Linked DNA regions of Mus musculus: regions 2, 3, 4, 5 and 6 are each linked to region 1. The links are chromatin contacts, called in public Hi-C, HiChIP or PLAC-seq and promoter capture Hi-C maps. All regions are on one chromosome and are shown on one strand. Each heading gives the region's core, a stretch centred on a gene start, on an enhancer-like site or on the middle of the called end of the contact. The rest is flanking DNA. Distances are from core to core; before and after follow the strand shown.

The links. Promoter capture Hi-C pulls out the DNA fragments that hold promoters and counts their contacts. A called contact is a pair of places that touch in the nucleus more often than the background predicts. HiChIP or PLAC-seq counts read pairs in DNA pulled down with a chosen protein or histone mark.
Region 2: a contact with region 1 is called in an H3K4me3 HiChIP or PLAC-seq map of embryonic forebrain, with 6 times the contacts expected there. The contact joins the enhancer-like site here to the promoter of Synm in region 1. A contact is called at or near these places in 8 of 39 promoter capture datasets (the HPC-7 cell line, HPC-7-derived erythroid cells, cranial neural crest and 6 more), 2 of 15 datasets of contacts at CTCF or cohesin (the NIH/3T3 cell line and embryonic stem cells), 14 of 115 datasets of contacts at active chromatin or transcription factors (T-cell acute lymphoblastic leukemia, craniofacial prominence, double positive thymocytes and 8 more) and 1 of 9 other capture datasets (adipose tissue).
Region 3: a contact with region 1 is called in a promoter capture Hi-C map of hematopoietic stem and progenitor cells, with 5 times the contacts expected there. The contact joins the enhancer-like site here to the promoter of Synm in region 1. A contact is called at or near these places in 8 of 39 promoter capture datasets (the HPC-7 cell line, cranial neural crest, frontonasal cranial neural crest and 5 more), 1 of 15 datasets of contacts at CTCF or cohesin (the NIH/3T3 cell line), 8 of 115 datasets of contacts at active chromatin or transcription factors (embryonic basal ganglia, embryonic forebrain, embryonic hindbrain and 4 more) and 1 of 9 other capture datasets (liver).
Region 4: a promoter capture Hi-C map of hematopoietic stem and progenitor cells shows a contact between it and region 1, with 6 times the contacts expected there. The contact joins the enhancer-like site here to the promoter of Synm in region 1. A contact is called at or near these places in 9 of 39 promoter capture datasets (the 3T3-L1 cell line, cranial neural crest, embryonic stem cells and 6 more), 2 of 15 datasets of contacts at CTCF or cohesin (the NIH/3T3 cell line and embryonic stem cells), 4 of 484 Hi-C or Micro-C datasets (the HL-1 cell line and embryonic stem cells), 14 of 115 datasets of contacts at active chromatin or transcription factors (craniofacial prominence, double positive thymocytes, embryonic basal ganglia and 8 more) and 3 of 9 other capture datasets (adipose tissue, embryonic stem cells and pancreatic islet).
Region 5: a contact with region 1 is called in a Hi-C map of cortical neurons, with 4 times the contacts expected there. The contact joins the enhancer-like site here to the promoter of Synm in region 1. A contact is called at or near these places in 3 of 39 promoter capture datasets (hippocampal neurons, liver and pre-B cells), 3 of 484 Hi-C or Micro-C datasets (cortical neurons and embryonic stem cells), 2 of 115 datasets of contacts at active chromatin or transcription factors (pancreatic cancer cells and stem cell-derived neural progenitor cells) and 3 of 9 other capture datasets (adipose tissue, embryonic stem cells and liver).
Region 6: a promoter capture Hi-C map of cranial neural crest shows a contact between it and region 1. The contact joins the enhancer-like site here to the promoter of Synm in region 1. A contact is called at or near these places in 4 of 39 promoter capture datasets (cranial neural crest, liver, neutrophils and 1 more), 9 of 115 datasets of contacts at active chromatin or transcription factors (craniofacial prominence, embryonic forebrain, embryonic hindbrain and 5 more) and 4 of 9 other capture datasets (adipose tissue, liver, macrophages and 1 more).

What each region holds. Positions count from the first base shown.
Region 1 is chr7:67,758,479-67,761,178 of GRCm38.p6, forward strand. It overlaps Synm (synemin, intermediate filament protein), which reads right to left and starts at 1,264. Exons shown (of 5, transcript NM_207663.3): 1 at 341-1,264. The coding sequence starts at 1,150.
Region 2 is chr7:68,324,554-68,327,253 of GRCm38.p6, forward strand. The region is part of intron 4 of Fam169b (family with sequence similarity 169, member B); the gene reads left to right. Among named protein-coding and RNA genes, the nearest start is that of Gm16158, 27 kb to the right of the region's middle. Within about 2 kb of position 1,263, at least 9 of the 459 cell types and tissues checked have an H3K27ac peak or open chromatin away from gene starts, as enhancers often do. A contact at or near this core is called in craniofacial prominence, where this site is marked.
Region 3 is chr7:68,367,780-68,370,479 of GRCm38.p6, forward strand. No RefSeq gene overlaps it. Among named protein-coding and RNA genes, the nearest start is that of Gm16158, 16 kb to the left of the region's middle. Within about 2 kb of position 1,397, at least 24 of the 459 cell types and tissues checked have an H3K27ac peak or open chromatin away from gene starts, as enhancers often do. A contact at or near this core is called in hematopoietic stem and progenitor cells and memory CD8 T cells, where this site is marked.
Region 4 is chr7:68,301,906-68,304,605 of GRCm38.p6, forward strand. It overlaps Fam169b (family with sequence similarity 169, member B), which reads left to right. Exons shown (of 9, transcript NM_001374636.1): 3 at 2,647-2,700. Among named protein-coding and RNA genes, the nearest start is that of Gm16157, 27 kb to the left of the region's middle. Within about 2 kb of position 1,331, at least 57 of the 459 cell types and tissues checked have an H3K27ac peak or open chromatin away from gene starts, as enhancers often do. A contact at or near this core is called in adipose tissue and hematopoietic stem and progenitor cells, where this site is marked.
Region 5 is chr7:66,858,032-66,860,731 of GRCm38.p6, forward strand. The region is part of intron 3 of Adamts17 (a disintegrin-like and metallopeptidase (reprolysin type) with thrombospondin type 1 motif, 17); the gene reads left to right. Among named protein-coding and RNA genes, the nearest start is that of Gm33627, 20 kb to the left of the region's middle. Within about 2 kb of position 1,375, at least 16 of the 459 cell types and tissues checked have an H3K27ac peak or open chromatin away from gene starts, as enhancers often do. A contact at or near this core is called in cortical neurons, where this site is marked.
Region 6 is chr7:68,284,840-68,287,539 of GRCm38.p6, forward strand. All of the region lies in intron 1 of Fam169b (family with sequence similarity 169, member B), which reads left to right. Among named protein-coding and RNA genes, the nearest start is that of Gm16157, 9.6 kb to the left of the region's middle. Within about 2 kb of position 1,287, at least 72 of the 459 cell types and tissues checked have an H3K27ac peak or open chromatin away from gene starts, as enhancers often do. A contact at or near this core is called in craniofacial prominence, embryonic limb bud and liver, where this site is marked.

The DNA of each region.
Region 1 (2,700 bases), core at 14-2,513:
AAACAGAACTAACAGGATCGTTGATCAGGATGTGCCTAGACACGTCTGGATCTAAAGGTAATCCAACTAACAGGATGATGGGCACTAGGCTAGCCACCGGGACCTGTCACATGGCGTCAGTCCTCCGATTTAAGGATCATTGCACCAACCCCTTATTCTTAGACTAGCTATATGCCAGAATCCCGTCGCTTCATAAATAGCAAAGCTGCTGGCAGCGTACGCTTCCCTGGGTGGGGCTGAACCAGCTGGGTGTCCCGGGAACCCCTGCTGCTCGCCTACTGGGTGCACAGGGGTGCGTGTACAGGCTATTAGGGAAGGGGCGCGGTCCCTGCCCACGGACCTGCCGCTCCTCCGCCTGCATCCCGTACTCCTCGCGCATCCGCAGCAGCTCATCCTCCAGCCTCGCGCGCAGCTGCTCCAACTCCAGCGCCTGGTTCCGCAGCGCGTCTGCCTCCTGCGCGCACAGCCGCGCCTCGTCCTCCGCCTGGAGCCGGCTCTCTTGGCCGCGGCGCAGCGCCTGCTCCAGCTCGCGCACCTCGTCCTCGTACAGCTGCACGCTCTCCCTCCACGACTCGGCCACCAGCAGGGCGTAGCTGTCGTGCACGTCCCGCAGGCGCGGCGGGGGCGCGGCGGGGCTGGTGGCGCGGGCTCGGAAGTGCATGGTGAGGCTGGCAGCGCGGGCTCGTAGATCTCGCACTTGGCGTTCGTGGGCAGCGTCCAAGTCGCGGCGCTCAGTTTCCAGCCGGCCCAGCAGCGCCTCGAGGGCGGCGCGCGCGCCCAGAGCCTCCTCTAGCTCCCGCCGTTGCGCTCCCAGCTCGGCATCCAGGCGGCTGCGGGCAGTGCCGGCTTCCACACCCTCCCGCTGCAGCTCCAGCAGTTCCCTCCGCAGCGCGTCGCGCTCGCCCTCGGCCAGGGCTGTGGACCAGTTCAGTTCATCTAGCTGCTGTCGTAGGCTGCGCGCCTCCTCGGCGTAGAGTGCCTGATCCTCAGCCCAGCGGTCCTCCCGGCTCAGCCGGCTGCGCAACTCCTCCTCCAGTAGCAGGTTCTCGCGCTCCAGCTCTCGCACCCGGCACACGTAGTCGTAAAGCCGGGCGTTGAGCTCCTGCAGCTCCGCCTTTTCAGAGCCCGTCTGCAGCCGCCAGGACAGCATCTTGCTGGGTGTGCCGGACCCTTTCGATTAGCCGCTTGCCTCCTGCCCTGATCTTGTCCCCTCCGCCCCGCCGCGCCGCGCCCGCCGCGCCGCTGCCTCGGAGGCCCTTGGACTGGCGCACCGACTGGCGAGCTTCCCCACTTAGTGGCCCGGTCGCGCGGCTGTGGACTTGGGCCATCGCCTCCAGCCAATCAGGACGCGGCCCGCGCGGCCACTGCGGCCGGACAGCGCCCCCTGCCGGACAGATCGGGCCATGGCGAGGCTGCCCAGCACTGGCCCCCCTGGTGGCCCAGGGTAATCCCACGTGGGTTGTCGGATTACTGCGTGCTGGCTATCTGGGACACCTTATGAGGCTCCCCGTTGCTACTCCTAGGGCGCAACTAAGGCACCCCTGAGTCCCAGCTTTCTTTAATGAAAAATAGTTGCCATTAAATGAGAGATCCTTTTCGTAGAGGAAGCTTCTAATTGGTTGCTCTGGAGATGAGGGGCAGGAGGTGTATTCTTTAAACTAGAGTTATAGTTCAACAATAAAGAGCTTGCCAGATAAAGAATATGCCAGGCCTGGATATCAATATCCACCACCACAAAACAACTTTGCGCATGTATATTGCACATCCGTATATACACATATACCTGTTATGTTTTTTAAACTAAGACCATTTCAGTAATTTTGCTTTTATTTTTTATGTGTGTGAGTGTTTTGCCTGCATGTATTTGTACCACGACGGTGCACACAGACGCCAGAAGAGGGCGTCAAATCCCCGTGAAACTGGAGTTAAAGGCAGTTGTTAGCCAAAATGTGGGTACTGAGAATTGAAACCACATGCTCTGCTGCCAGTGCCCCTAACCACTGAGTCATGTCTTCAGCCCTACATATACATTTTTAACTTCTGGCATGAATGCATCTCCATTTGCCAATATTATATGTTTAGGTAAGATTTCCTTTCCACGCAGAGTGGGAAACGCTGTTACCTTCTTACTTGCACAAACCACCTTCATGGGACTTTATGCTTTGCAATATTAGCATCATTCTGGTGGAGAAAGAACCTAGAAAGACTTTGAAGTGCTCTGAGCACAGAACATTCTAGACACCTACCATCTCTCCAGACTTTTGCAACTGCCTTATACACACCCCCATTATGACAGCCTGGGAGGGGGGCCGCTGTCTCTTCTTTCAGCAGTGTGCCCTTAAAGCACTTAGTTTAATTGCCATAGAAACCACAGCTCTCTCAGTTTGTGCATACTTGCATCTCATTGCATTACACGACAGTTACAAAGGATGGTAGCCAGAGTCAGTAGCATTACAGAGCGCAGGAATAGGCACAGGTGGCCCTAAGTAGGGGGGTGGGGGGTATTCAGCACCAAGGCATTGGCCTGGGAGCCCTGGACTCTGTTCTTCCGTTCTCCCATCCACAGGGGCACATCAACACTTTGGTCCTTGGTGATCATCACTCAACCTTCTAGATTACTCATCCTGAGCGCCCTGGCCTTGACCACCCCACAACAGCCGACCCTCACAGGGCAGCTACAGAGTCACCTGGACTCAGCTG
Region 2 (2,700 bases), core at 13-2,512, 570 kb after region 1:
TTGAGGAACTGCCAGGATTCCCTGCACAGTAACTGTACCACCTGACTTTCCCACCGGCAGTGTCCACAGGCTTCAGTCTCTCCATGTCCTCAGCAATATGAACTGTCGTATACTTCCTCTAGTCTCCATCTGTGGTGGGCATGGGAATGTCCCCCACAGTTCCAAGTACTTGAACACTTGACCCCCAGTTAATTGTGCTGTGTGTGGGGTTATGGAACCTTTAAGAAATAGAGCTTTGCTGAAACATGTCACTGGAGGAGGGCATTGAGGTTTTAGGATCCTGTCCCACATCCTGTTCTCTGTCTGTCTGTCTGTCTGTCTGTCTGTCTGCCTGTCTGTCTCTGAGTCTGTGTCTCTGTCTCTCTCTGCTTCCCATGTCTGGGTTTAATGTGACCAGCCAGTTTCCTGCTCCTGCTGTCTTGCTTTCCCCGACCTGTCACCATCTCTTTCCCACCATGATATCCTCTGTCCTTCTGGAACTTTAAGGCACAATAACCCTTTTCTTCCTTAAGGTGCTTGAGGTAATGGTGTTTTCACCACAGCAGCAGACCAGGAGCTCATACATCATCCTGTAGGTGTGAAGTGGTACCCTGTTGATGTGTGGATGTGCAGTCCCTGATGGCTAAGGATACTGAGCATCCTTCTTTATGTTCATGGGCCATTTGTATGTTGTGATGGTCTGTATGTGCTCTGCCCAGGGAATAGCACTATGACCCTGTTGAGTAGGTGGGTCACTGTAACTTTAAAATCTTCATCCTAGCTGCCTGGAAGTCAGTATTCTGCTAGCAGCCTTCAGATGAAGATGTAGAACTCTCATCTCTGCCTGCACAATGCCTGCCTGGATGCTGCCATGCTCCCACTTTGGTGATAAAGGACTGAATCTCTGAACCTGTAAGCCAGCTTCAACTAAATGTTTTTTAATAAGTTTTGCCTTGGTCATGGTGTCTGTTCACAGCAGTAAAACCCTAACTAAGACATATGCTCTTCTTGGAAGAATGCCTGTTGATCCTTCCTGAGCCCACTTTTAGACTGGGATATTTGAACTTTTGTTGTTGAAATGTGTTTCCCACATATTCTCGGTGCGAGCCATTTGTCACATATTTGTGATTAAGAAACATGCACGGCTCTTTTCCCATTCTGTAAGCTGCCTGTTTAAAAAAATTACACCCGGATTCAGTAGACTCGGTAGATGTTATTATAGATGTTCTGCAAGGTTTTCTTCCAGAAAACTAGTGCTGCCTCGAGACTCAGCAAAGGAACACGACGCATGTTGCCCCAGGCCCTTTGTGGGCACAGTGGCTATTTGGTGACTGCTGGTGCTGGTGCTGAGTGCTGATCAGACTCTGATAGAATGTTCCAGAATGAGAGTGGTTGCTTTTCTCACTTCCCATCCCTTCCAAGTTTAGATTAGGAGCCCACCTCTGAGTTTCTGAGTGTGCGCTGTACAGTTGTTTATGTTCTGAATAGAAAGAACTTAACAACGTGCGCTGTGACATTCTGTGCTCTCACCCCACCCCGTACTTGTTGGTAAGGCTTTGTCTTTGCTTGCTTTTTTTTTTTTTTAATAGGTTTTTTTCTTAGCGACTTATTTTTCACAAATTACTAGAAAAAGCGTCTTTAATGCTCTCTTTGTTAATGTAATTAGTGGTCCCAGTGAGAGCTTAGAAATGGATCTTAGTTTGATGTTTTCGGAAATGCTTATAAGTCAAAATCACATGTCACGCATTTTTTCCTTCCTGTAATGGAATTGGACAAATTAAGCACACTCCCTTTTCTGCCTTCTTCTCTTGCCAGTGTTTGATTGGATGCTTCCCCTCTGCCACATGGAGTCTGCTCTCTACTCCACTTTCCCTCTGGTTTCATAAGTTGAAAAAAAAACACAGCCTCCCAGATGATACCCATTAGCTCTGAGACCAGCTTGTCTCAAAGCTGAACTTCATCTGGCTGCCACTGTCTGAGATAGAAAGGGAATCCGTCAGATCTGAACGTGCCTTCCTCTTCTAAGAGCTGGCTCCAGATGAGGGTGACATATCTTCACATTCTGCACCAACGAGGAAGTTTGTGGACCCTGGACCCTTGGTGCCGGATGTTATGGCATTGCAAGCTGCCTTATTAACTGTTTTTAAAGTGTGTCAGTATGGTGGATCAGTGGGTAAAAGTGGTTGCCGTGGCGGCCTGATGACCTAAGTTCGATTCCCCCGACTCCATGTTAAGGTGGAAGGAAAGAACTGACTCCACAAAGTTGTCCTGTGGCCGCCATATGTGTACCATGTGTCTACACATGTACATCTTGTCCTAATGTGCATGTGTGCGCATGGTGCATGTATGTATGTGTATGTGTGTGTGTGTGTGTGTGTGTGTGTGTGTGTGTGAAAGACAGAGAGAGAGAGAGAGAACACATAGACATACAACGATAATAACAGACAGTGTTTTAGAGCTCACTCAGTCTCTCCTCCCCTGAACTGAATCTCAAAGAAGGCTGAATGGCCGAGATCTCCCAGGAAATGAAGCTGAGATCCCGCAGCTACAGGTGATGGTGTTGAAGATGATGAGGACGATTTGGGTCTGGTATTAAACATAAACCTGGGGTAGGTGGCTTAGTTGGTAAAGCGCTTGTCATGCAGGCATGAGGACCTGAGTTCAACACCTGGAACCCACATAGAAAGTGGGACATGGTGGCACATGCAATCCCAGAGCCGA
Region 3 (2,700 bases), core at 147-2,646, 610 kb after region 1:
TACTGGAAACACAACTTAAGGCCAGAATGGGATGTCCCTTGTCATGCAGTACAATAGCCATGACTGCCCAGGGCCTGGCCCTCTGAGATGGCATGGCAGGGGCTGGGGGTTGGGGGGGGGGGGGTCTGGGATGTGGGGACATGGAGTCCATAAGCAACACCATGATGATTCATTTTAAAAATAAAAATAAATACTTAGGGTTTCTTGCTCTTTCTTTTGAGACAATGTTTCTTTTCTTTTTCTTCTTCTCTGCACAGCCCTGGCTGCCCTGGCGCCCATTCACTCTGTCGACCAGGCTGGCCTTGAACTCAGATTTGTCCACCTCTGCCTCCCAAGTGCTGGGATTAAAGCTGTGCTTTTTCTGTTTTTGACCTTTCTAACCCTAATTGGTCTTGTACCAGCCCACCTTCTGCCTCAGTTTCCTGAATTCTACAGGATTCTACAGTTTCTATGTTAGGAAAAAAAAAGATCAAGTTTTGATTCTAAAGGCCTGCCCGCTGCCTTTTGATAGATAACATTGGCCCTGCAGACACTGCAGTCCCAAGCCTCAGGGACTTTGCTGGATGTGTATGGACCAACAGCCCCATGAGGATCCCCTGAGAGCTCGAAGGGTTAATTCCAGACACGGAAGCCTTTACTCGGTAAATGTTCCATCCGCCTCATTCTTGACTGTGCAGGCCACTCTTCATTTACTGTTTCCCCGTCTGTGCACTCAACAACTCCCGGAAAGCATGCCATAAAAAGCTGCCGGTGCGACCAAACACGAAAGCCCGTTCTCCCCTGTCGTTATGTCCCCCAGTGATGCAGTTTAACAACTATCCACACGCCATTTAAGCATCAGATTCTGGGTGTCACCTAGCAATAGCCTAGTCTTCGGGAGAGTTCGTGCAAATTCTATGCAAATACAGCATTTTATATGAGACTGGAGCGTCTCAGATCCTAGCATGGGAGGGTTGTCTTAGGACGGATCCGAATAGGATCCTAAAGGTCTGTTTATTTCTGACCTGCAGAGTTTGCCCTCAGGGGTGTGTAATTGAGACTAGAATCCCTGCCCACCATGCTTCATCTATGTCACAGGCTCTGCCCTATTGAATGGCAGAGAATGCAGTCCAGGTGACTCCACACTCCATCCAGAGTCATCTCCAGACAGGATTGCACTTCTTTCTTCTTGGCATTTGCTTTAAGAGCTGAGGCTCGGTGATGCTGACCATCCATCCCCCCATCTTGCCCCAAACTGGTAGCACCTCCATGTTTGTCCCATTGTCATTTCTGGGCTCACATTCCCTACCACGTGGGCCACAGAAGGTCAGCTGGTGGCCCCGCCTGTGACTGTGTTGGCACCAGCCGATAGTGGCACCACCACCTGCCGCAGTAGTGGTAACCATGAAGTCATATCGTGACTTGCAGGTTTTCTTCTTCCTGTCTGTTCGGTTCCTAGTTCTGTCTGTGATTATGTTTGTCTGCCACTCTTCCTGAGATGCCGTAGCTGTGCGTTTGGACGCCGTGGAACCCCCAGGCACCCACCCCCTAGCTCTGGGACCCAGACCACTTCTAACATATATATCGTCTAAGAAAACTTTGACTCTGCGCGCAGAGGACCTCAGGGACTCTGAACACGGAGTCCAACCCTGGAACAAGGAGAAGCTCAGGTGATATCTTACAAGTCCCATGCTGGAGACTGCCTTTTATATAGAACCTTCTGACCACCCCGCTGAGACACATCTCTGCCTCAGCTAGCGAAGGCTCACATCATGTGGCTTGGAACGTGTCCTGGAGGAGACTCAGAGCAGATAGCAGCATTTAAATCTCATTTCCCTCAAAAACTTGGTTGCCAGCTTAGTTGACCCATCATTCAAAACAAACAAACAAACAAACAAACAAACAAGCAAGCAAGCAAGCAAGCAAGCAAGCAAGCAAGCAAGCAAGCAAGCAAGCAAGCAAGCAAGCAAGCAAGCAAGCAAGCAAGCAAGCAAGCAAGCAAGCAAACTAAAAAACCAAAACAGTAACATAAACCAAGCTGTGCTCGCATGCGCTCCTGGGTTCCGGGAGCAATACCTGCAGTTGCCACACGATGGCAGCATCGTACAAACCAAGGCCACCGGGGCACGCTCTGGGGTTCTCACCCTCATCTTGCAAAGTCCAAGAAGACACTGTTTATGAACCCTCCCACCAGCCACCGGCATGTGTCCTTAATAACACTATGTATTTCCCTTCGCCCCAGGGGAAGAAATAGTGAGTGTCAACGTACCACTCCCTCCCCGCCCTCCGCCTCTTCTCCCCTCCCCTTCTCCCTCCTCCCCGCCCCACTCCCCCCCCCCCCAACCCCCAGCGTCTGTGTTAGTGCAACAGAATGCATCTGTTTTAAAAAGGGGTTAGGCAGGACCAACCCGTATCCCACATTTGAATGATGTGACAAGATTAAATATAGTGGAGACTTCTGAATGGGGCCTCCAGCCGCCTCTTCTTGTCCCCCTCTGTCCTCTTTCCCCTCTTGTCTCCTCCTCCCTCCACGTTCTTCTTCCTCCTTTCTCCCTCCCACCTCCTTTCACTGATAAAAATGTTAAGCATGCAACAGGAGCACAGATTTCACAGTTTTATAATTTTGTTACTAAAGTCATATTAGTAACAAAATTAATTATTTTAAGTAAATAAACTCGGTCACAAATTCTCTCAAAGAGCACGAGGCACCCAATGGGCGGC
Region 4 (2,700 bases), core at 81-2,580, 540 kb after region 1:
TGACGTGGAGTGAAGCTGTGTCACTTACAATATTTTTGTGTTGCTGAGGTTCTGTGCATTGTGAATAGGTTCTGCAAGAGGACACACAGAAAACTAGAAATTTTATTCGTTGGGATTGTGGCAAGATTTAAAAATATGTGTTATGTGTGTGCCTGCGTATGTACACATGCATGAATCTCGAGGACAACCTCAGAGTGCATTTATATACAATATACAATCCGATTTGTGTTTTGAGACAAGGTCTCTCACTATTTCCCCAGCGCATCTTATCTGTCCTTTTTTGTTTGTTTGTTTTTGTTTTTTGAGACAAGGTTTCTCTGTATAGCCCTGGCTGTCCTGGAACTCACTTTTTAGACCAGGGTGGCCTCGAACTCAGAAATCCACCTGCCTCTGCCTCCCAAGTGCTAGGATTAAAGGCGTGCGCCACCACTGCCCAGCTGTGGTTTGTTTTTTGTTTTTTGTTTGGTTTTTCGTTACCTGTCTTTTTGTGTATGCTATGGTGGGAGTAAACTCAGGCCCTCCTGCTTACCAAGTTTGCACTTCCCTGGCTGTGCCCTCTTCCAACCCCGACTGTCTAAGACTGTTTTCCTCACAGTAGGCAGTATCCACATTTGTTTTAAGTGTGGATCATTTCACTCCTGCCAGAAATGGTTGTGATCTGGCTGGCAGGCAGAGCTAGTAGAGGGACGTCTTTTTGTACCAGAGTTAACGAAAACAGCGGCATATGCAGTTATAAACCATGGCTTCCTTGAGATTTTGGAGGTCCGGAGCTAACAGGCAAGTCCCTCTTAGAAGAATACCCCTCCAGTGGGGGACCTCAAGCTGTTGAGCCCCAGTGGGCGCTTGCTGACCTTGTGTGCTCTTAGCGCCCCCTAGTGGTGATGTAGGAGAAAGACACAGGGCTCCATCGGACACTGATCGCTGGGTGCTGGTGGCCAGGGGGAGCTTGAGAGATGCAAGAAGAGCTGTGTCCCCAGGTTTTTTCGTTTGTTTGTTTGTTTTTGGACACAGCTTCCACAATCTGCTGTTACAACACTCATACTTATGAATAACTTAGGAAAATAAACCCCAACGTGCAGCATGCTCATCGAAGGGATAAGGCTAAGGTTACTAACAGAAACAGAAAGTTGCTGACATGAAGATGTTTGAAGGTGAGATGACATGCCAACATGACTTCTTCCTTCCTCCTTTCCTAAAGAGAAGGGAGCTAGGTGAAACCCATTATTTGGATCTCTACTATTTAGCAGTGAGTAGGGACACAGGGGCAGGGACAGGGGCAGGGAGCAGGGTGCTATTTGGCACACTGAATCCTGCTCACCAGGAGTGAGCCTCCTCGCAGCCGACACGGCAGGGACTTTTGCTATCCAAAGATTCTCTGGCTGAAAGGAACGACGAGGAAGTGGTTTGAGGAGGCAACATGTCTTGACTTTCTTTGTTTCACAATTAATTTTTTTCTTGTCTTGACGTTGCATTTAAAATACTTGCTGATTTTTTTTTTTCTGGTTTAAAAAACGCACATGTTCATTTGTATGGTGTTTAAGGGCTACAACGAAAGACGGAGGGAGCAAAGCCATGTGGGGTTAACTGCTAAAAACATGTTAATGTGTTTCTTTATTTTTACATTTTTCCTTTCCACGTGCATTTTTATTTATTTATTTATTTGTTTATTTATTTATTTATTTATTTATTTTTTGAGCCAGGGTTTTGCTGTGTAGCCCAGACTGGCTCAAGAACTTGCAATCTTCCTTCCCCATCATTTCAAATGCTGAGATTTTTGCCTGCTTTAAAAAACCTGGGATAGGTCACTCCGAAAAAAAGAGGGAGGTCCCAAGATAGTTGCCAGTCCTTACCACCCCCCACGCCCCCACCCCCACCCCCCGGGATTTGCCAGGAAACAGTTCTCTATAACGGTGGTGGTCCGCTGTAAACTTTTTACAAGAACCTGCCTGCCTGGCCCAGCTGCACATTCTTCTCTAATTTTCCTATAGTCTCAGTTTTCAAAACAAAGTTGGTCATGGAATGTATTGGCCTTCTTGTGTCAGGAGCTGGGAGCAGAGGGTTGGATGTTTACAAAGAGGGCCTTAGATGTGGCCCTCAGAGGTGATCTGTTTCCTCCCGATGACTAGCAAAACCTCCTGGGACTGAGTCTTTGGGCTTAAGGACAGGACTGAGCCTGGAGGGCTCAGACAGAGGACACATTTTCAAGGCTGCTTTCAGAGCTGGTACCAGGGTCACAGACAGCAGGAACATCTATGGGGGGGGGGTACAGCCTGGGCTCAATCTACTCCAGGCTACCAGGGCTCTCGAGAAGATGAGAACGGCACCATAGTTGTCTGTGTGAGGTGGAGTGAGGCTGTCAGCCTTGCAGGTTGAGGTCTATGGAGGTCCAGGATGGAGAAGGAGTCAGAGAGAGAGAGAGAAAGAGAGAGAGAGAGAGAGAGAAAGAGAGAAAGAGAGAGAGAGAGAGAGAACGCAAGACCATATCCAGGGTGGCTAAAGCTTTCTTCTCTGCTCTTCCTGCATCCTGCTAACAGGGCTCCTTCTGTGAGCACTTGGCTGAGTAATTGCAAGTCATTCCCCTGCCTCAGTGACGTGAGAGAGCAGAACAGTAATTTCATTTGCCTTTTTTTTTTTTTTTTTTTTTAGGTCAGACTTGAGACTTCATCTCTTTGTTTTTGCACGATATACCGTGATGAACCT
Region 5 (2,700 bases), core at 125-2,624, 900 kb before region 1:
ATAGTAGCTCAAATGACCACAACACATGGTATTCTTATAACCCACTTAGACTATAACCCGTACAGATTCTTAGCCATTTAAAATGATGATTTAGAATTCTGTGTATAGTGACTGGAGAGCATGCTCATGTGACATTTTTTTTTTTCAGTCTTTTTCGTAGTCCCCGTATCTCTGCCGAGGATTTTAGTCTTTTCGTCCATCACGAGCACATTTTCCTTCAAATCCTTGGGCATGGTGATAATTGCTACTTGAGCGTTCCTGCGTGCTACCCTAACATCTGGGACATTTGGTTTCCTATCCATTGTCTTTTCCTCTTGAAAGTAGGTCACATGCTCCCAATTCTTGGCATGTCAAGTAATTTTGGATTGTGCTCTGGATGTTGTAAACATCGTATTGTGGAGACATCGGGTTCTGTTCCTCTGGAGAATGTCTTAGTAGAAACAGTTTTACTGGACTCAGATTACAACATGTGTATCTTGGGTGGCAGCTCAAACCTCAGTTAGTTCTTTAAACAATTTCAAAAATGTGTTCTTTGAGAATGTGACACATGTATACAATAAAATAGGGTCATAGCCACGCCCATTTCCCTCTTCTGACACTCCCTCATTTCGCCCCAACACACACTCCACTCCCCGGCTTCATGTCTTCCTCCCCTCTTTTTTAAAATAGAGGATTTTCTGCCAGCGAGGGGGTGTGTCTAAGCAATATCTAACCTACCCTTGGCCTCATAAGGTTCCAATTACAAACCAAAGTTTGAGTCCGTCTAAGTTCATCCTGGGAAACCAAGGTGCTTATTAAGGATTGCTTACAAAGACTGGGTGAGAGTTGCAAGCAGAAGAAAGGGCTACTTACTCTAAAGCAGCCACACTGGAGAGTCTGCGCCTTGTACGGATGATAGCTTTCCTATAGCTCCGTCCATGGAGCCCCCTGCCTGGTCCTCCCCAGCCTCCCAGAGGCCACTTGCAATTAGGATAGGCTTACATATAACTGACTGGGAGGAGTAGCTGGCTACTCCAGGGAGGGTTCCAGTGGCCCTCCTCACAACCTCCTTTGATGACGGAAAGGCAGCGGTTAGCATGCCTGGTTGTGATAATCTCTTGCTAGCAGGCACAGCTGAATCATGAAGATGCAGTCTGGTTCAGAGGAGAGTCCTTTAAAAAACATTTAAAAAATGAAGTTTACTTTATGCATATGTGTATTTTGCTTGCATATATGTCTGTATGTACATCCATGCCTGGTACATTTGAAAGCGAGAAGAGAGTGTCAACCCTATTGAAACTGGAGTTACACACACTGCCATGAGGGTGCTGAGGCTCAAACAGATTCTCTGGACAGTAGCTGATGCTTTTAATTGCTGAGCCATCTGTCTAGCTCCAAAGGATACTTCCGTACGTCGCCAAGTAAGTCCAATTAGTACTTCCCATGTGTGGGTACGTGTAGGAGTACCTACTGAAGCATGGATAATTTACCAGTTACCACTGAGAATTATTATTCTCACTCCCTGGGTAGCCATTCACTCCCAATCATTCTTCAGTAAGAGGTGGGGTCTTATAAGTTCCTCTCCAAGCTGCAGGTTCAGCTGGCTTGAACTTGTGCAGAGAACCACACATCCTATGCGTTCCTGAGAGGAGTAGCCAGGTCTGATCCAGGAGAAAGTACTCCTTCCCAGTCCCCGCCTCTTCACGTGCTTTTATGCTTCCCTCTTCACCGTGTTCCCCGAGCCTCCATGACAGTGAGATAAAGATGCTCCACCTAGGACTGAGTACCCACAGTCATTCATTCTCAGCACCTTGATCAGCTACAAGTCAGTGCATTGACTCGGATTTGCACAGACTGCACCGCGAAAAGCATCTCTAACTGAATCCAAAAGCAGCTCAGGACTGTGACTATAAACATGATTTGAAGGCAATTTATCAGAGGACCATTTAGCTAAATACTAATAGGTCCCACTCTAGGGCCCCTGACCTTGCTAGCCATGCCTGTTTGTTCAGGTTTACAGCATCAGGCACAGATTACTTTCTATGGAGCAGGCCTGAAACCCAATCAGAAAACAGCCGATTGGCTCATAGCTATCACGCCACTATTGCATACATAGGTGATTCGTACTTGGAGGGTCGGTGTTGTCACATGCAGGGATGTCTTTTCTCCCCCAGCAGACCGGATAGAACCTTCTGGCACTGTGGAAGCTGGCTAGCAAGGAGGAGTTTTCCTGACTGATTTGAAATGGATTTCTCTATGTCCTGCAGCCAAACTTTGTGTTGTCTTACCACGTGCTCTGGTGGCTAACCAAGAGCAGTGGTGATAGCCTGTATTGCTTCGGAGCCCCTGGGGCTTCTGTGCCCAGTAAGTCATAGGGAGGTACATGCCTGGCACTGCAATTTTTATTTAATAGCCCATGTCTTCTGGTAGTATATTGTGTATCCATGCAGGGTACCTTCATTCAAATTCCTTTTGAAGAATTATATTTTAAAATTCGCTTACTAACTAGTGGGTTTCTATTAGGCTTTTTAAAGCACATCCTTTGTATTGTAAGCGCCACCCAAGCCCACTCTATCAATTAACCACCCCATCCTTAATTAAATCTTTATCCCCCAGAAGCCTCCTCTCATCCATGTCTCATATATCCTGCTGTCGTTCCGTTTACACTTCTGATTGGGCTGTAAAAGAGTAGGTTTGCACAAGGCGTTCTCATACGCCCTT
Region 6 (2,700 bases), core at 37-2,536, 530 kb after region 1:
AACCACAATGAAACTATCTGAAATAATTATGGAGATGTATTGTGATTCCCATTAAAAACTAAACTTGAAGGCAGAGGCCAGATACTCCGTCCAACCCCCTCCCCTGCCTGCAACAATGTTTCTCTGTGTAATAAGCCCTGCCTGGCCTAGAACTCATTCTGTAGACTAAACTGTCCTTGAACTCAGAGACCCACCTGCCTCCGGATTGCTGGGATTAAAGGCCACGCCTGGTGAAGTTCATTTACTGGCTCAGTGGTTAAGAGCACTGACTGGTTTTTCCAGAGGTCCTGAGTTCAAATCCCAGCAACAGGTGGTGGCTCACAACCATCTGTAATGAGATCTGATGCCCTCTTCTGCTGTGTCTGAAGGCAGCGGCAGTGTAGCTGAAGAACTTGCACTAGTGTAGGTAGCCCATGAAAATGGAAGTAGAATATTCCTTTTTTCTTTTATGACTGGCTTATTGCCCTCAGTGCAGTGGCCTCAAGTTCTGTTCACGTCAGTTGCCCCTAAATTCCCTTCCCTTTTAAAGCTGAACTACATCCCATGCTGTGTGTGTAGAGCACCTCTCCTCTGCCAGTGGACGCTGGAGTTGCCTTTTGCTTTGGTCTTTTGTGACCAGTGTTTCTATGAATAGTTTGCAAGTTCAGCATCCTCAGAACTAGGGCCGCCATGAACTGACATTTAAAGTGAGTGGTTGATTCAATATTAATTAGTAGGGAGACCTGGTGAGCTAGCTCGACTGTTGAGACTAACCACTGCTGATGCAGAGGGCCTGGGTTTGACTCCTAGCACCTGGCCTGACTCGTAACTATCTGTAACCCAAGTCCCAGCGGTTCTCATGCCCTCTTCTGGCCTCTGTGGACATCAGGTATAGATGTAGGCGAATACTTAATACCTACAAAATAAAAAGCTTTAAAATGGTGGGAGGCGAGTCATCAGAGCTCTGCAGGAAATCTCAAGGTCTGGATTTGAGTTTTTACTTCATTACTAATTAACCTTTGAATCTCTTTTCCCTCACTGGACAAACGGTCAGTGCACTGTGCTTTATGGACTCTGTGGGGTTGATACACATTTCACACAAGTTGTACGCGTAAAAGCCCTTTGGAAACTGGGTCCCTCTGCCAGTGTGAGGTTTCACCAGGACTTTGATGTGATCACGTGAAAACACACCACTACCCTTCCCCCATCCTCTCATACTTTAGAAACATTGTTTATCCAAAAAACCCCCACAAGATATCATGTTTCCTTTCTATTCCGTCACAGTAACACAGTAACAGTAACTCCATGCAAGCATCAGCATTCTGCTTCCTGTACTTCTCAGCCTTAATTTAGACACACAAGTCTGGCACTCTGTAAAAGGCAGTTATCGAGGTGCGCTTCCAGTTGTTGAGAAGCAGATGTTTCCCCTTAGCAAATCCTCTCAGGTCAGAGGAGCCTGTTGAACTCTGCGATGGCTGTTCCTGCTTGTCAACTCCACCCGGAATGAGCTGCAATCCAAAAACAGAGGGCACACCTGTGATCCAGATCTTGGAACTGGAAGAGACAGGTCTTTGATCCAGATCTTGAGGAACAGTGGCCATGATGGGCTAGGCTCAGGCAAGGTGGTACACGCCTTTAATTCCAGGAGACAGAGGCAAGTGGATCTCTGAATTAAAAAAAAAAAAAAAAAAAAAGCTTAGGTCCAGGCCTGGTGGTACACATCTTTAATCTGGGCCACACCTTCTGCTGGAGGCCTACAGAAGGACAATGGAAGAAGGAAGGGTTTATTCTTCGCCAGTTTGCACTTGCTGGCCAGCACATCTGTTGGAACCTTCTTCAGGATTCCAGCTTGTACAGAAGACCAGCTGAGACACTTAGCCTCATGGGACTGAGCGACTTCTAGATTCTTGGACTTCCTATTCACAGCTGCCCATTGTTGGGTTAGTTGGACTGCAGACTGTTAGTCATTCCAGTAAGTTTTGTGACTCTAGAGAACCCCGACTAATACAAACTCCACCTATTCTCAGGGGCTGCCCATCAGAACGATGAGCCAAGTTCTTGAGCAGTGGGGCTGCAGCTGAGTCCATAACCCGGCTTCCTCACTGAGACTCTGGGTTCCTTCCTCTCTACCCACTTGCTCTTCACGAAACTCACATGCAGGCTAGAAAGCCATTTGTTCCTCTTCAGAAGTTTATTTAAAATGTAACAGGTGAAGACCCGTAGGGGATGTGGTTTTTGTATAGAAGTGCCTGAAGTCACTAGGAGAGCCCTGATGTTTGGTTGGGTCTGAGAACTGTCATCTATTGGCATACAATGAATGCATCACAGTGGTGAGAGGTTATTTTTCTTTGTCCTTTGGGTCCTGGGAGATATGTGGTTCTAGTTCCACGCTGAGCAATTGTCCTACCACAGGGCTCCTTTTCCGTCTTCAGGACTGCCACACACACACACACACACACACACACACACACGCGCGCGCGCGCGCGCACGCGCACACGCACACACGCACATGCACACACACACATGCACACACGCACACGCTCCGTCTTACTGATACTAGGGTATTTTCATGTTTTTAGTGATTAAACTCAGAATGTTAAGACTGGGGTTTTCTGCTCTTACTCTGTTGCTCTCTTACTCTCTTTCCCTCTTACCTTATTCCTCTCTGTCCTTTCTCCCCCTATTCCTCTCCCCCCTCTCTCTACATGGTCTTGGCAAGCC